Regions from separate parts of the Sus scrofa genome. Here region 1 is linked to region 2. Evidence: chromatin contacts called from public HiChIP or PLAC-seq data. All regions are on one chromosome and are shown on one strand. The core of a region is the stretch at or near the end of the contact, and the rest is flanking DNA. Distances in the headings are between cores, read along the strand shown.

Region 1 (2,790 bases), core at 65-2,564, 170 kb after region 2:
TAGTAGATCCTCAAAACACGGATGTAAAATGATTGTGTGATGCACATGGCTAACTCAAGTCCTCACCCAGAAAGGATCCTATTATTCTTTCGATTTCACCAGATTTGTGAGGCCCTGTACAGTCTGCCTCAGGTAGCATGTTTCTCCACGCACAAATTCATTAACTCTGGACTGACTGCCAGGTGCAAGGTGTGATGTAAGGCCCAGGTGATACACCAGGGTCCTTGTCCTCATGGAGCTGCTAGGATTTTTCCAAAAGATGAATCAGTTGACCTTTGGGGATCCCTTCAAGCCCTTTGACTCTTGCTTTCTCATCACTTCTCTTCCAGAGTTTAGGGGTGAGACCACTCAGATTGCCTCAGTTTGTTCTGGGTGGCAGGGAAAGCAGGGCCTTTGCAGTCAGATCCAGATTCACTACATCCATTTGTGAACTGTTGGGCAGGTCTTTTAATATCTCAGAGCCTCAGTTGCCTCGTCTTTAAATTTGGCATAAACACACCCTGTAGGATTTTTGACAGGACTTAAAAAGACACTATATAAGGTGCTTCCACATTGTGGAGCACATAGCAGGCACCTAAAAAAAGTTTCTCCTCTCCTTCCCCTTGCGTTCAGAATATAAACGCTTTCTCATTTGAAATAGAAATTAATACTCCAGTAGACAGTGCTGAGACAGCATTACTGGCCTCGTCTTGTTTTCGGTGGTTAGTGTATTTCCTCACGGATCGAAATGTCTCACCTTGTCCAGGTGACATATCACTTAGCCTGGGCAGTGGGCAGGCAGTCCACAGCTGGGGCCTTGTCTCTCACCCCGGTGCACATCTGGCACACCGGGCCTGCCTCATTCCTCCTGCATCCCTCTCTACATCATGTCTTTCCTTTTCTTGCGGCACAGACCTGATTAACCATCAGAATGTTTTTTTGGAACAGGACCTGCTGCAGCTACAGTATGAAGGAGTTGCCGTCATGAAATTATTTGATAGAGCTAAAGTAAATGTCAACCTTCTGATCTTCCTTCTCAACAAAAAGTTCTACGGGAAGTAATCGCTCACCTGCTGCCAGCCCAGAAGGATGAAGAAAGAAGTGCCTCGTGGCTACCTTTCTAGGGTCCTTCTTTACTCCTAGGAAGCAAAGACCCAGCCCACACCAGTGCCTTGACTGGATACACCCCCAGTCCACGTGTTTAACTCTGCCCGCTGCATGGGACATTCGTTGCCCTTTTTTCATAGTGAAATTATATTTCAGGCTTAGTCTGACCCTTATTCCTTCCTTTTCTTCTGTCACTTAGGAAAGAGGGGGAATCCCCCTGACTCTCTCGTGTTGTTACAGTCATAGAGGTTGCTTTACTATATTGTAAGCTTTGGTGTTTGTTTTAATTAGCAGTAGGGATGGTGGGATTGGAATTCTTGTCATTTAGAAGTGGAAGCTATTAGCACCAGTGACCCACATACGTAGCAGACACACAATTAAAATGTCAGATTATCCTTAGTTCTAAGGTTGTCATTTAAAAGTGAAGTTCCTTTGTGTTTCTGTCCCATCGGTAAAATTGAAGGATATGGGGGGTCATTGGTTCTCTTCCATCCCGTTTTCCTTTCTGGGCAGGAGCCTAACACAAATCACGGTTCTGTGTTCAAAGAAAGCGTTTCTAGAACAGGGGAATGAATTGTTTTCCCACTCACCATTAAATTCTGGCAGCTCTGTTAGTGTAACTCTCTCATCAGTGGGTGGGAGAGTGCCCTTGAGAGAATTGAGCTATTTAGGCAGATTCGGAAAGGTCTGAGGCACCTCTTGTTCGTGGAGGCTGCGTGTTTGGGACGGTGCAGAGATTGACGAGGTTCAGGAAGACAGTCCACTCCATCCCCATGGCAAAGGAATGGGTTAGCCCTAGCATAGAATGTAATTGTTTTCAAAACTGTTTTATATCTTAAGAGTGCCTTATTAAAGTGTAGATTTATTTCTTAAAATGTGGGTGATAGGAAATTTAAAGATTTATATAATGCTGCAAAAGCCTTTAGAATACTGTAAGAAAAGGGTTTTTAAAAATTGGCTTATCTGTATATCTGAACTCTTAAAACTTTCTTATAGCCAAAACACTAGGATTTATCTGCAGGATTGCAGAGAGAGCTAATCCTGCCTTAAATAGACCGAAACAAAAACAAAACCAGCCAATGATACACTTGCTGTTAAAATCTATTTTCCCCCATTTCTTTTACTTTTCTCTTGCTGCCCACACTGTGCCTTTAGGAGCTCCAGGTTTTTGTTTTGTTTTGTTTTGTTTTGTTTTAAATTTAGTTGCAAACAATCCAGTTCTAAACATTGGACTTGGGAAGCTGTCATTCTTAGATTAAAAGTCATGTACTTTTTTTTTTTTTTTTTTTTTTAAAAACAAACCTCTTTTTATCCAGGAAAATACATTGGAATCATGCTACTGGGCCTCCATTTTCTCTGATGTTTTGGTTCAGTATTCTCTTATCTTTAAACTAACACTTAAAAAATCTACTGATGTATATTTAAAGCTAATAAACTGTTTCATTAATAACAAATCATGTGATGTGTCCCTATTACCAATGTCAATATTGGCGATGTGTTTTTCACGGGAGACTGTTTACTCCGTCAGGTCCGCGGGTGCAGATAGATGTCAGAGCTGCAGGCATCTGCACACTCCAGCAGCCCACAGGCAAGTGGAGAGGTGAGGTGTGGAGGGCCGCAGCAGGGGTCTCCGCTCCCCTGACCTTGTTTTTTGTTGTATTCTGGAAGACCATTTTTTAGTAAATATTTTCCTCAGATTCAAAG
Region 2 (2,800 bases), core at 246-2,745:
AAAGAAAACACCTGACACCTTAAGAATCCAGCAACAGGAGAAGAGTTAATAAATTATGACACATGCATACAGTAAAATGTATTAAAAACTATGCTGGAGTTCCCGTCGTGGCGCAGTGGTTAACGAATCCGACTAGGAACAATGAGGTTGTGGGTTCGATCCCTGCCCTTGCTCAGTGGGTTAACGATCCGGCGTTGCCAGTGAGCTGTGGTGTAGGTTGCAGACGCGGCTCGGATCCAGCGTTGCTGTGGCTCTGGCATAGGCCGGTGGCTACAGCTCCGATTCAACCCCTAGCCTGGGAACCTCCATATGCCACGGGAGCGGCCCAAGAAATAGCAACAACGACAAAAAGACAAAAAAAAAAAAAAAAAAAAAAAAAAAAAACTATGCTGATGTAATAATGACTACTTTTAGGGCTTTGGGAGGGTAACTGAGAGGGGTGTTTCAAAGAAGCTAGAAATGTTCCAGATCTTGATTTGACAATGGTTGCATAAGCGTGTACATATTAAAGATCTGTGCACTCTGCTGTATGTATTTTAAAATATTTTTAAAATTATGCTCCACAAGAATTATTAATCATTAATGATTTAAGATAATCCTCATAATATAAAATAAATGGATTAAAAACAAACCTGGCAAGGCAGAAAAACCAGACACAGTATGACCCCAATTCCTTTTAGAAAAGAACATATATACACAAGGAAAAAAATATGTATAGAAATTCTACAAAACGTTGACAGCAGTGAAACTACAAATTCTTTAAAATAAAGACTAAAAGGCAAAAGTTATTTTTAAAAATCATCACATCATAAATATTCAGATAACGCTCCTCCTCCCCCAAGAAAAGAAAATAGGGAAGGAAAAAGTTTTTTAAAAGAAAAAGAAAAGCTAGTGGAAACACCGAAGATCTCAATGTGCATTTACCAACTGGCGAGAAGAAACACAGGTATAACACCACTCTTTAATCTGGGAGCCCGGGAAACCGTTTTTAATCAGTTTAATTCGCTGCTTGACCCGGAGCAAGACACGCCCCCTCTGAAGCTCAGTTTCCCCATCCGTAAAATGAGGGGCTGCGCGGGATCGCGTCCAATGTGCCTTCCAAACCCTGCGACCAAGGCTGGACGTTCAAAGAGCTCACTGATAGGGAGAAGAGTCCACATCTCGTCGGTCTCTCAGCGGACCCCGCGCCTAAACCGGGACAGCTGGGCGCGCGGGACGCGGACAGCGCCCCCAACGCCCCTCCCCCAGCAGGGCTGCCCGCACTGGCTCCAGGCCCGTTATTCCCTCGCCTCGGGCTACTTCCTCGGCCGCGTGGCTCCAGCCCTGTCTCTCCGGGCTCACCTCTCCAGAGACCAGATCCTGCTCCTGCAGTCCCTCCGCGCGCAAAAGCGCCCCCGGGCACTGCCCGGCCCCTCCGGAGTTGCGGCGGCTCAAGCCCGAGGGGCACCGAGAACAATGGACGGGAGAGGCCTGCCCCCCACCGCGCTCATTGGCCACCGAGAACGGCCCCTGGAAACTCTCCTTTTCTACTGGCGGATCCGGGCCCAGCCGGGTGGCGGGAGGGAGACTGGGCCGAAGGCATTGTGGGAGATGTAGTCCACCTGGCAGACGCCCGACCCCGCCAAGGAACGGAGTTTGGGCTTGATAGCCTGCGCTGTGCGGGAGGGCCAGTGGCGGGACAAGCGGTTGACTGCAAGTCAGGCAACCTAGTGTGGACCAGAGCTGTGACCCGGGACAGGTCATTTCACTTCTTTAAGTCTTCCAGTTGTCTGCAAAAAAGGAAAGTTGGATGGAAGAGAACTGTGAACTGTGAACTGTGTGGCAAGTAGTATTGTAAGGCCCCTCGACGGCCGAAAGCAGTGCTTGAGCTGGAAAGGAATCTTCACCAGAGAAACCCCTTCTTGTGAGGCCGGCGCCCCTCCCCCAACTTGCAGATCTACTCTCGCACCTGGCTGTTGCACACCCCTTTGTTCCTGCGTCTGGAGGAAAGCCCTGTCTCGCCTCTTCTGCCGCGCACCTCCGATTCTTTCTTCATCTCCTTTTGTGTGGAACCTGCTTAGGCAGAGACACCGCCCGTGGCACACCTGCTCCATGTCTCCATTTTAGTACCTATCCCAGTGTTACTTATTGTTAATCTCAGCACTGGGAGGTGAGAATGGGAGATTAGCCTCTATTGTGATGTTCCCACGGTTGGCGCTCTTGAAGAATGGCTGCTCCATCACCATATGACAACAGGTGAGTAACTAACTGCCTGGAAACCCAAGGGGAAAATATAAGAATGAAGAGAAAGACAGTAATGGTTTGTGATAGAACAATCTGGTGTTTTTGTACAGAACAATTTTTGGGGGCACCCACAATCAAGTGACTGCATTTAATTTTCATTTAAATTTCACGTTCATGAAAATTTAATGTTCATTTCATGAGTGTTTGAGAAATGTTTCATGATTATTAGTGGGTTTTTTTTTTTTTTTTTTTTGTCTTTTTTCTATTTCTTTGGGCCGCTCCCTCGGCATATGGAGGTTCCCAGGCTAGGGGTTGAATCGGAGCTGTAGCCACCGGCCTACGCCAGAGCCACAGCAACGCAGGATCCGAGCCGCGTCTGCAACCTACACCACAGCTCACGGCAACGCCAGATCGTTAACCCACTGAGCAAGGGCAGGGACCGAACCCACAACCTCATTGTTCCTAGTCGGATTCGTTAACCACTGCGCCAGGACGGGAACTCCTATCTTCCAATTTTTTTAATGGAATATACTCATAAACGCTCTTAGTATATTAAGAAAATGGTTTTTTGTCACAA

Evidence for each region. HiChIP or PLAC-seq counts read pairs in DNA pulled down with a chosen protein or histone mark.
Region 1: a contact with region 2 is called in an H3K27ac HiChIP or PLAC-seq map of alveolar macrophages. The contact joins the enhancer-like site here to the promoter of ZSCAN2 in region 2. A contact is called at or near these places in 2 of 5 promoter capture datasets (fetal liver and liver), 11 of 47 Hi-C or Micro-C datasets (alveolar macrophages, blood, embryonic fibroblasts and 6 more) and 2 of 2 datasets of contacts at active chromatin or transcription factors (alveolar macrophages and skeletal muscle).

The regions. Positions count from the first base shown.
Region 1 is chr7:53,127,422-53,130,211 of Sscrofa11.1, forward strand. It overlaps IQGAP1 (ras GTPase-activating-like protein IQGAP1), which reads left to right. Exons shown (of 38, transcript XM_021098910.1): 38 at 928-2,543. The coding sequence ends at 1,041. Among named protein-coding and RNA genes, the nearest start is that of CRTC3, 18 kb to the right of the region's middle. Within about 2 kb of position 1,315, at least 1 of the 83 cell types and tissues checked has an H3K27ac peak or open chromatin away from gene starts, as enhancers often do. A contact at or near this core is called in alveolar macrophages, where this site is marked.
Region 2 is chr7:52,956,512-52,959,311 of Sscrofa11.1, forward strand. It overlaps ZSCAN2 (zinc finger and SCAN domain-containing protein 2), which reads right to left and starts at 1,496. Exons shown (of 9, transcript XR_002345788.1): 1 at 1,342-1,496.